Linked DNA regions of Macaca mulatta: region 2 is linked to region 1. The links are chromatin contacts, called in public Hi-C maps. All regions are on one chromosome and are shown on one strand. Each heading gives the region's core, a stretch centred on a gene start, on an enhancer-like site or on the middle of the called end of the contact. The rest is flanking DNA. Distances are from core to core; before and after follow the strand shown. Region 1 holds the start of TRIM7 (tripartite motif containing 7). Region 2 holds the start of RACK1 (receptor for activated C kinase 1).

Region 1 (5,708 bases), core at 1,335-3,834:
GCCTGGCTGTGCCGGAGACGTCCCGCGGGCGCAGAGCTGCGGAGACGCAGACCAGGCTAGAGGCTCTGAACAGACAGGAAAAACATCGCCAAGTCCGCGGGGGACGTCGCGCAGGCAGCCCAGTGTCTGGCCCAGAGGGAAACGCAGTGGGGGTGGGGTGGGGGTATTGGTGATGTTCGGGGTGACAGAGAACCGCGCTCAGCCGGGGGACCCGTGCTGGGCTTCCTGGAATAGGAGAAAGAAGGGAGGGCTCACCCGGGCCTCCTGATCGACAGTCTGTTCTCTGCACCGCGTGCGCGGGAGCGCGGGACCAGGGCAGGGGGTCCCGGGGACCCACAGGGGTGGGTGCGGGCTGCGCTCACCTTGGCGTCCTGCACCGCCTCGTCCAGCGGCAGCACGGCGTGCTCGCGGTGCTCGCGGGCGCGGTCGCACACCACGCAGATGGCGCGTCCGTCGTCCTGGCAGTAGAGCTTGAATGGTTCGCCATGCTGACCGCACCGGGCAGCCGCTGCCCCGGCCGAGGGCGCCTGGGACCCGTGCTCTCCCGGGGCGGCCGCGGGCAGGCTGAAGCGCCGAAGGAGCGTGGCCACGGCGGCCAGCTGCCGGTTGGGCCGCAGCTGACTGGGGCGCGCGGGCTCGCGGCACTGCGGGCAGGGCAGTGGGAAGGGCGGCGCGCGGGTCACCGCCCCAACAATCCCCGCGCCCGGGCGCTCCCAGCAGCGCCCTATGCAGGCGCGGCAGAAGCTGTGGCCGCACTCGACGGACACCGGCTCACGAAAAAGCTCTAGGCAGATGGAGCACGTCGCCTCGCCCTGCAGCTCTGCCGCCAGCGCTAGAGCCTCGGCCCCGGTGCCGGAGCCGGTCCGCGGCCCCACAGCCGCCATGCGCGCTCTCCGCGCTCTCAGATCTGGTAGCGCCTGGGCGGCCGCTGGACCTCACAGGACGCGGGTCGGAGCCCGACGTCCGAGCTGGCCGCCGAGTGCCCACTGGGAGAGGAAGGGCGGGGCTGCCACTGGGCAGGCAGAGACTTGAGCCCAGGGCGCGCCCGGCTGGGAGCCGGGAGGGGAGGCGCACGTTGACTACAGGCCCGAAGACACTGGGCCATTCAAGCGCGGGACAGCGCCCCGCGCCCCGGACCTGCGCTCCACCAGCCCCCGCCTTGGCCAGCGGCCTCTCCCCGTCGCCCCAGTCGCTCAGCCTCTCCAGGCCGCCCCAGCCTGACCCAGTCAGCCGCGGGAAACGGGCCGCGACAGGTGGGCGCACAAACCCTGCCGGGAGCCACTCCCGGTTTCCGACCGAGGCCGACCCAGCATCTCGGAGCAAGGGCCTGGCGCTCGGGCCACGGTGTCAGGTTCCCCTAGCGCAGGTTCGCCCCGGCCCTGAACTGAGCTAAATTTAGAGACTGGAACCTGGCCCTGTCCCCTCACCCTCAAGCATGGCCTTGTATCCACTCCATTACCTTTTCTGCGACCGTCCTCTCCCTTCTTTACTCTTTACTTAATATTTGAACAGATAATACATATATACTTTCCCATTTTATTCAGTATTATTTCACCCCCCCACATACAAACCTCAGCGCTCTCTTGTCCCCCAGCTGTCTCCACAGCCCCTCTGCAGAACTGCCTGTGTTACCCGCTTCCACACCCTCTCTCCTTGTTCACTCTGGAGGTCGCTTGGATCAGGCTTTCGCCCGCACCCTCCTCAGAAACTGGCTTGCCAGTGTTACCGGGAACTCCAGCAATTCTCACCCAAAGGCGAAGACCTCGCCTCACCTCCCCCCTTCCCGACTTCCCTTCTCAGGGCTGTGTCCCCGACCCTTCCTGCTGTTCCTGAACTGCGTGGCCTCTGCGCTGGCTGTTCCCCTTGCGTGGACCTCTTTTCTCCGACCACCTGCATGCTCCTTCCCACCTCATTCAGGTCTTGCTTCAAACGTCTCTGCCCACGAAGCCCGCCCCGAACGCGCACGCTGTGTAAAGTGGTCTCTCAGCGCGCTCCCCTCTCCGGGCTGGCTCTGTGCCCGCTCTCCATCTCCTCTGGAATGTCAGCTTTAAGACGGACTGTACCCGGTTTGTTCACGGCTGAATCCTGTTTTTAGAGCAGTTCTTGGCAAGCTCAGTAAAGTTTTCTCGGATTAAACGTGGTTCAGAATTCGAAAGATGAGCCGCAGTTCACGGTGAAAAGTAGGCCCTTCACCTGTGTCCCAGTTCTTTCTTCATCCCGAGCAATCAACTTTACAATTCTGGATTACATTAATCAAATATTCCGTATTTTATCGCCTCGACCCCCTGTTTTAAAAAACAAAACGTAGCATCCTGCACAATTTTCCCTTCTTTTCTTTTTCAGGTCACAGTTCAGTTTTGGCATCGTGCCTGATGATTTTCTCTCCTTTTTCCACCGCTGCTCCCAGGTGCTTAGCCGGGCCTAATCCTCTCTCTTGGAATCTCTTGGTCAAGACCCGCTGGTCTGGAGTCAGCGGAGGACCCTGGAACAACTCTCGGCCCTGCGATCCCGGGTTTTTGCAGCAGCTGAGACCCAGCGCACACCAGTTGTCATCCGCTCCCGATGCCCTGAGCTAAGCGACGACTAGGGGCAATCTGGGAGAGCCTCAAAACGTGGACGGGGATGTAGCTCAGTGGTAGAGCGCTTGCTTTGCATGTATGAGGCCCCGGGTTCGATCCCCGGCATCTCCAGTGTTCTTTTGCACATCCAATTTTTATTCTCGATTTTCCTTTCAAATTTTGAAATCCAGCGTGTTCGCAGAGCGCCAGGAAAAACCCAGAAGGTAGAGTCTGCGGGGTGGAGAAAGACCGCGGCGGCCCCTGCCCTCCTCTGGGCCCCATTAATTGTCTTTAAAAATCCACACGGTACTTTACCGGGTGCGGTGGCTCATTCCTGTAATCCCGGCACTTTAGGAGGCCGAGGCGGGTGAATCACTAGGTCAGCAGTTTGAGATCAGCCTGACCAACAAGGCGAAACCCGGTCTCTACGTAGCCGGGCGTGGTGGCAGGCGCCTGTAATCCCAGCTACTCAGGAGCCTTTGGCAGGAGAATTGCTTGAATCCAGGAGGCGGAGGTTGCAGTGAGCCGAGATTCCGATACGGCACTGCAACCTGGGCGACAGAGCAGGACTCTGTAAAAAAAGGGAAAAAAAAAAAAAAAATCCACACGGTGAGAGCTCCAGTGGCGTCAGGATGCACGTTTTTCCATCTCCTTGCCGTGAGCTTCATCGCGGGTAGAAAATGGCTTGATCGCTGGTAGGGTAGAAGGGGCAGAAAACGGACGTAAGTGGGAGGGACAGTCAGGCAGGAACGGCAGAGTTTGAATTTCCCGGGAGCCGAGGCTCTTCAGTAGTTTTATCACACTCCAAACAAATCCAAGTTCAAACCCACAGTTGAATATGGTCCCAATGTAATCTAGAATGAAAAATTCTTTAGGCGGAGTTACCGGACGCCCGGCTAGCTCAGTCGGTAGAGCATGAGACTCTTAATCTCAGGGTCGTGGGTTCGAGCCCCACGTTGGGCGTAGTTGGTCGTTTTACTCCTAAATCTACGATTACTGGCCATACCTGTAAAACATTATAAGCCGACCAACCCTTAGGAAAATAATCTGCTCTGAAGCCTTTCACTTCTGTGTGTGAAATACTCTTGTAGGCGCTGCATGTTCATTACCCATTATCTAGCAGTACAATTAGGGTTTCAAACTGTGGTAAAATATGCCCAACAAAATTTACCACTTTTTAACTGTACAGTTCTGTAGCATTAAATACGTTTAAATCGTTGTGCATCAATCTCCTTTTTCATGTTTCCCAGATGAAACTCTGAACCCATCCAACACTAACTCTCCATTCCCCTCTGCCCACAACCGCTGACAACCACCATTCTACTTTGTGTCTATGAATTTGACTCCTCTAGATACGTCATGTAAGATGAATCGTACAATATTTCTTTTTTTAATTGTCTTATTTCATTTAATGTCTTCAAGATTGATCCTTATGTAGCATGTGTCAAAATTTCCTTCCTTTCAAAGCTGATTAGCATTCCCCTGCACGTATATACCACATGATCCATTCATCTGCCAATGTACACTTGCTTCCTTCCTCCTTTTGGCTACTGTGGATAATGCAGCTATGAACATGGGTGTACGAATATCTGTTTGAGTTCAGGTTTTCTATTTTTTTAGAGTACACGTCACAAAGTGAAATTACTGGGTCATATGGCATCTCTATGTTTTTAAGGAAGTGGTATACCATTTTCCACAGAGGCTACATGCACCACAAAATGAGCTTTAAAAAACATCTTTCGGCCGGGCGCGGTGGCTCAGGCCTGTAATCCCAGCACTTTGGGAGGCAGAGGAGTGACGGATCACGAGGTCAGCAGATCGAGACCATCCTGGCTAACACGGTGAAACCTCGTCTCTACCAAAAATACAAAAAAACTAGCCGGGCGAGGTGGCGGCGCCTGTGGTCCCAGCTACTCGGGAGGCTGAGGCAGGAGAATGGCGGGAACCCGGGAGGCGGAGCTTGCAGTGAGCTGAGATCCGGCCACTGCACTCCAGCCTGGGCCACAGAGCGAGACTCCGTCTCAAACAAACAAACAAACAAACAAAACAAAACAAAACAAAATACAACACAACACAACAAAAAAAAATCTTTCGACCGGTCACGGCTGTAATCTCAGCACTCTGGGAGGCCGAGGCGGGCGGATCACCTGAAGTCAGGAGTTGGAGACTAGCCTGGCCAACATGGTGAAATCCCGTCTCTACTAAAAATACAAAAATTAGCTGGGCGTGGTGGCGCGCACCTGTAATCCCAGCTACTCGGGAGGGGGAGGTTGCAGTGAGACGAGATCGCGTCACTGCACTCCAGCCTGGGCGACAGAGCAAGACTCTGTCCCCAAAAATAATAATAATAATAATAATAATAATAATAATAATAAATACAAACAGGCGTTTTGGTGGACGCCTGTAATCTCAGCTACTCGGGATTCTGAGGCAGGAGAATAACTTAAACCCAGGAGGCAGAGGTTGCAGTGAGCCGAGATAGCGCCACTGCACTCCAGCCTGGCGGACAGGGCGGTATTTCATTAAAAAAAAATAAAATAAAAATAATTTCGGCTGAGCGTGGTGGCTCATACCTGTAATCCCTGCACTTTTAGGAGGCCGAGGTGGGAAGGTTGCTTGAGGCCAAGAGTTCAGGACCAACCTGGCCAACTACCTAGCCAGACCCTCATCTTTAAAATAAAAATTAAAGAACATTAAATAATAAAGCAGAATTCAGTGAAAAGTGTTTAACTCCCCCTTAGGTGACAATTTCAATTTTATATTTTTGTACATATTCTTCCAGAAATTTTGATGCAAGTATAGTTTTTTGGGGGATGGGGGGAAGGCGGGGGACAGAGTCTCTTAATCTGCCACCCAGACTGGAGCATAGTGGGAGATCTTGACTCACTGCAACCTCCGCCTCCCAGGTTCAAGCAACTCTCCTGCTTCAGCCTCCCTAGTAGCTGGAATTACAGGCATGTGCCACCATGCCTGGCTAATTATGTATTTTTAGCAGAGACGGGGTTTCTCCATGTTGGTCAGGCTGGTCTCCAACTCCCGACCTCAGGTGATCTGCCCGCCTTGGCCTTCCAAAGTGCTGGGATTACAGGCATGAGTCACCGCGCCCGGTCTATTTCAAAGATCTTTCTATTTCAAAACATAGAAAATATC
Region 2 (5,708 bases), core at 1,808-4,307, 38 kb after region 1:
GGATGGGGTCTCACTGTGTTGGCCAGGCTGCTCTCCTGTCCTCAAGCAATCCTCCCACCTTGGCCTACCAGAGCATGAGCCCAGCCAAGACTTTAAAAAGGCAGAGAGCCGGGCACGGTGGCTCACGCCCGTAATCCCAGCACTTTGGGAGGCTGAGGCGGGCAGATCACCTGACGTTGGGAGTTCAAGACCAGCCTGACCAACATGGAGAAACCCCATCTCTACTAAAAATACAAAACCAGGCGTGGTGGCACATGCCTGTAATCCCAGCTACTTGGGAAGCTGAGGTAGAATTGCTTGAACTCGGGAGGCGGAGGTTGTGGTCAGCTGCGGTCACGCCATTGCACCCCAGCCTGGGCAATGAGCAAAACTGTCTTTAAAAAAAAAAAAAAAAAAAGGGTAAAGATATGCAGGCCATGGTGGCTCACGCCTGTAATCCCAGCACTTTGGGAGGCTGAGGCGGGCAGACTGCCTAAGCTCAGTTCGAGACCACCCTGGTGGTGCGCACCTGTAGCACCAGCTACTGTGGAGACTGAGGCACCAGAATCACCTGAGCCTGGGAGGCAGAGGTTGCAGTAAGCTGACACAGCGCCACTGCACTTCAGCCTGGGCGACAGAGTGAGACTGTCTCAAAATAAAAAAAAAAAAAAAAAGTAAAGGTTAAGAGAGTGGGAGAGATCCTTGGAGATGTGCTCTCTGACCATGGCCTCACTTTACCTGGACAGTGTATTTGCACACACCCAGGGTATTCCATAGCTTGATGGTTTTATCTCGAGATCCAGAGACAATCTGCCGGTTGTCAGAGGAGAAGGCCACACTCAGCACATCCTTGGTATGGCCCACAAATCGCCTCGTGGTGGTGCCCCTAAGAGGGAGGACTTTGTCATTCTCAGACTTAACAAACATTCTCATTCAAGGGTCAGACTGATTCCTGGGCCTTGTCTCTGTCTCATTGCATTACTCACACATATATGACAAAGAATCCCTTCAGAATTGCAGGACATGTCCTCACTCCCACATGGGGATTGGCTGACAATGTCATCTGTCATCACCAGGACCCTCTAATTCCACCTGCCAATCACCTCAGCTTTCAAGGTAAAACATGTTCAAACTGCTGCCTACTCAAAACTGTCGCACCTGGTAGATATGTTCAACCACACTCCTCAGCAATCCTGAGTAACTAATTCAAAGCGAGGGAGGCCAAACATCTTCTGTAGGTGCAGTCTGCTTTCCAGTTCCCAAATGGACTGGATCTCCCCTGGGAAACCAGCCAATTGCATCCACCACATTTCTGCCCAGATTTTTTCCCAAGGCCCCAGAGCTAAGTGAGCAGCTACTTGCGTTGTGAGATCCCAGAGGCGCAGGGTTCCATCCCAGGAGCCTGAGAGGGCAAACTGGCCATCTGAGGAGATAACCACATCACTAACAAAGTGGGAGTGACCCCGCAGAGCACGCTGTGGAATTCCATAGTTGGTCTCATCCCTGGTCAGTTTCCACATGATGATGGTCTTATCTAAAAGCGGCCAAACAGAAGAAAAACCAGTGAGGAACCCGCAGCCAGTTTGTTAACACACTGGATAATTCACTAAGTGTCAAGGTCATGAGTGGGTTAACAACTAAGGATGCTTAAGGAGGGATGGAACAACAGACTACAAGAGCAGTTACAGGCCAGGACTGAGTGGCTCTATTCCAGACTAAAAACGCACGCAGAGCTAAACTGTACCGTGATAACTCTTTTTTTTTTTTTTTTTTGAGATGGAGTCTCACTCTGTCACCCAGGCTGGAGTGCAATGGCATGATCTCGGCTCACTGCAACCTCCACCTCCCGTGTTCAAGCAATTCTCCTGCCTCAGCCTCCCTAGTAGCTGGAATTACAGGCCACCCCCAGCACGCCTGGCTTTTTTTTTTTTTTTAAACTAGAGATGGGGTTTCACCATTGGCCAGGCTAGTTTCGAACTCCTGACCTAAGGTGATCCGCCCGCCTCTGCCTCCCAAAGTGCTGGGATTATAGCCGTGAGCCACCGTGCCCGGTCTGTATCCTGAGAACTTAATTTAGGTGCCAGAAATTACAGACACCCTTTCCTGAAACTCAGACGAACTCAACAGCCACCACGTATCTTCTCTGCAACCGAATGCACAGCAGTTCGTGGCTGTAGAGTAGCTGGGGCCTCCCATGCCTCCCATGAGGGCCGACAGAAATGTTATAATGAATGCTGGAAAAGCCACTTTAGGCGCTACAGGATCGGATGCTTTTACTGAAACCTGTCCCACTCAACAATTTTACGATTAACAGCCAGACATGATTCAAGAGTCACACAATTCTTAACAGTGTAGGAGCAAAGGGGAAGCACAACAAGTGTCCAAACGCAGTCAGGCACACAGGGATAGGGACGGGGAGGGGAGACCCAGGGGCAGAAAAAGTAGGACGAGACTTGAGCCACGAGGTCCTCTGGAGTCCACCCGCCTCCCCACGAGCCTTGGGCCGGGCGGCAGCTCAGAAACAGCCTCTGGATTTCAGCACCGACACTCAGATGGCATGTTGGGGTCATCACCGCCCCGCCCGGCCCGTAGGCCCCCGACCACACTACGAAGGGGAAGGCAGAAGATGTTTTAAAAGTTTCCAACTCTCCAACCCTAACAGCCACGAGCCGCTCTACGTCTAGGTCCTCATCTGCAATGTGGTTCGCCCGGGCTGAGGCCTAGGCTCGCGTCCGCACGCCCCAAATCACAGTGAGGCAGAGAAGTTTGTCAGTCCCCGGCAGCGCGCGCGCCACCGGCCTGCCCGAACCACGCGGAATCCCCCAGCCCTGCAATCTCGGGTCCTGAAATCTACCTTAGTCCGTACCTCGAGAGGCGGACAGGATCATGTCCGGGAACTGCGGGGTAGTAGCGATCTGGGTTACCCAGCCGTTGTGGCCCTTGAGGGTGCCACGAAGGGTCATCTGCTCAGTCATGGCGGCGGCGAGCGCGTGTGTCGCTGCAGCGACGAGGATGGCACTGGATGGCTCAGAGAAACGAGCAACACAGCCGCTACCGCCGCCGCCTTGCAGTGAAAGAGAGAAGCCCTCTGCCGGAACCGGAAATACCCACTCGACCAAGTAAAATGGCGAGCCCCATGATACACTTCTGCTCAAGATGGCGGCGCCATGTAATGCAAAAGGCAAAGGGAAATTGCACGGCATCACAGTCCCCACTTCCGTACAACATAATCTGACAGCGCTTTATAAATACATTCTGAAACAAGCACATTCAAGTGTTTAAAAAGGCTTCTCAGGGATGATGTAGAGCGAGAAGCGAAAGAGGTGAAGTGTACGGCACATTCCCATGAGGACTCCCTGGCGGCTTCCCCGCCCCTATGTGGCGTAGCTCGAGCTCCGCCTGTTCCACTTGGTGCGGGGAGGGTTGACGGGGCAACCACAGGAGAGCTTAATTTTCAGTTCACTATCGTGGGTAACGATGGGCAATTTAAAAAAGTATGGCATTAAAATTTTAAAAATAAACTTTAAAACTGTGCTTCCGCGGGACCGTCCTCCCTCAAGAGGTTTTTGTTCTGATGCACACCAACTCCGGAAGGACTTAGTCCAGGCTGGACTAAGGCAGGAGAGGGTTACTCTGGATGTACTAAAAATTGGTCTCTTTTTGCCGGGCGCAGTGGCTCGTGCCTGTAATCATTCCACTTTGGGAGGCCGAGGGGGTGGATCACTTGAGGTCAGGAGTTCGAGACTAGCCTGGCCAACATGATGCAACCTCTTTCCAATAAATAAATAAATAAATAAATAAATAAGTAAAATTAGCCAGGTGTGGTGGCGGGTGCCTGTAATCCCAGCTACTCGGGAGGCTGAGGCAGGAGAATCCCTTGAACCTGGGAGGCAGAAGTTGCAGTGAATCGAGATCCCGCCACTGCACTCCAGCCTGGGCAGTAGAGCGAGACTCCGACTCAAATAAATACATACATACATACAATAAAATAATAAGGTGAAAATTGCCCTGTGTGTTGCTAGACTGCCAATCCATTCCTGCCTAGGTCAGAACACGGGAAGCTCTCGCAGAAACGGAAACGCCCAAAGGAGGACCTTAAAGTTCTGACTTCTGGGGACATCCACTGGAAAGCTCTCTCTGGGCCCAGTCACTGCACACAAAAGCCCAGGCGTCTGGGGGTCCAGTTGCACCCTGAAGGACGTGCCCAGACAGGGAAGCGGTGGAACACGGATACCTAGCTGTCCTTCTGCCTTCCACTCTACCTCAGGAATTTAAACAAGTAATGACTCTCATTCTCTCACATCTGACTATAAGAGTATTGGGCACCGTGTCTCTTCAAGTAGTTTTAAACAGGAGGACATATCAGGATGATAGCAGCCACCAACATCTATGCAAAATAAAGATGTCACATTTCTATTTGTGACATCTATCAACTTTTGTTTCTCATCTGTGAAATGAGATTGGAAATAACATTAGTATCTACATTACATGGTGTGGAAAGTAAAGAAGCAAATTAAGCGCCCTGAACAACGTCTGGCAGAGTAAATGTTGTGAAACTTAGTGAGCACCTCTTGGGTACCAAGCCTTATTTTAGGTTTTGGGGACAAAGCTGTGAACAAGACAGACGGGGGACTCTGGTTTATTTGCAGCTTACTTCCGGCGGTATGCGAAGAGGGGAGAACATTGGAGCAGATACACGGAGAGCGCACTGTGGGTATATGGGAGAATAATGTTCCGTGGAGGGACGTCGTGTAGGGGAAGAATGTTTCAATCGGAGGGAAGAGTTAGTGCCAACGTACTGAGCTGGAGTGTGGAGGGGCTGAGGACAGAGCAGTGAAATGGAGGGCGCAGTTAACCTACGGCCTTGAAGGCCTGGAGAAGAACCTTGGCAATGTCTGCTAGAAAGCCTGCGTAAAGGCAGAAGACAGGCGAGGAACGGTGGCAGAGCTGCCGCAGGCTGTACACGCCCAGGTGTGCAGAGGCCTGGATCCCTCCCTGAAACAGCTTGCTCAACTGGTCCATGGCAGATTCCCCTGCCTTCCGCCGCAGTCTCTGTCGGGCCCCGCGGAACGCTGTCCTGGCTGTGCTCCTCCGCAGCCTGTGGACCATCCTAAGGCTCCAGGTTTGTACATCACCTGCCTTCTTGGCACCCCCAGCTGACTGTTCTTTCGCTTTTCCAATACAAGACGCAATCCCGACCCAGGTGTTTTGTTTCTGTGGTGGTCGTGGAAGACCCCTGCCTTCACCCACCCGCTAACCAGCTTGCTGCCCCCGACTCGGGTCACGCCAGCGCCTCCCTGAGCCCTCGGGCGCAAATAGGTCAACGACCACACCCGCCTCCCGCTGTGGACTGAGTGAGATTCGCGGTGCGAGGGGTTCCCGGGTTGGGGCCCTAAAACGCCGAGGAGTAGCACTAGATTACACTGTCACATTCTTTTTTCCTTTCGAGAAACCTCATTCGGTTCTCTTTTTCTTGAACGTTCCACAGGGAGTCCAGGTTTAACACGAACCTCGCTGCAGGTCCCCGACCCACGCCCAAGGAAAAGACCTTCCCGCGCCGCGGGTCCCTCTCCCGGAAGCGGGCGGTTGCCACGCCCAACCCCACCCTGCCCCGCCCCCTTTCCCGCTCCGCCCCGGGGCTGCCCCCTTTCCCTGCCTCGCGAGACCTGGGCCGAGACCTCGGGAATGCTCCGGGCTCCTGCCGGCCTCTCCCGGCCGGGTTCTCTTGC

Evidence for each region. Hi-C and Micro-C count contacts between places; a contact is called where the count stands out from the background.
Region 2: a contact with region 1 is called in a Hi-C map of blood, with 1.7 times the contacts expected there. The contact joins the promoter of RACK1 here to the promoter of TRIM7 in region 1. A contact is called at or near these places in 2 of 14 Hi-C or Micro-C datasets (blood and liver).

What each region holds. Positions count from the first base shown.
Region 1 is chr6:190,247,166-190,252,873 of T2T-MMU8v2.0, forward strand. TRIM7 (tripartite motif containing 7) reads right to left here and starts at 2,585. Exons shown (of 7, transcript XM_015141669.3): 1 at 363-2,585. The coding sequence starts at 884. It overlaps TRNAA-UGC (transfer RNA alanine (anticodon UGC)), which reads left to right and starts at 2,619; the gene lies at 2,619-2,690. It overlaps TRNAK-CUU (transfer RNA lysine (anticodon CUU)), which reads left to right and starts at 3,449; the gene lies at 3,449-3,521.
Region 2 is chr6:190,284,570-190,290,277 of T2T-MMU8v2.0, forward strand. RACK1 (receptor for activated C kinase 1) reads right to left here and starts at 3,058. Exons shown (of 8, transcript XM_001105066.5): 1 at 2,846-3,058; 2 at 1,342-1,513; 3 at 718-865. The coding sequence starts at 2,954. LOC114679149 (small nucleolar RNA SNORD95) reads right to left here and starts at 2,558; the gene lies at 2,491-2,558. It overlaps LOC114679126 (small nucleolar RNA SNORD96 family), which reads right to left and starts at 1,059; the gene lies at 981-1,059.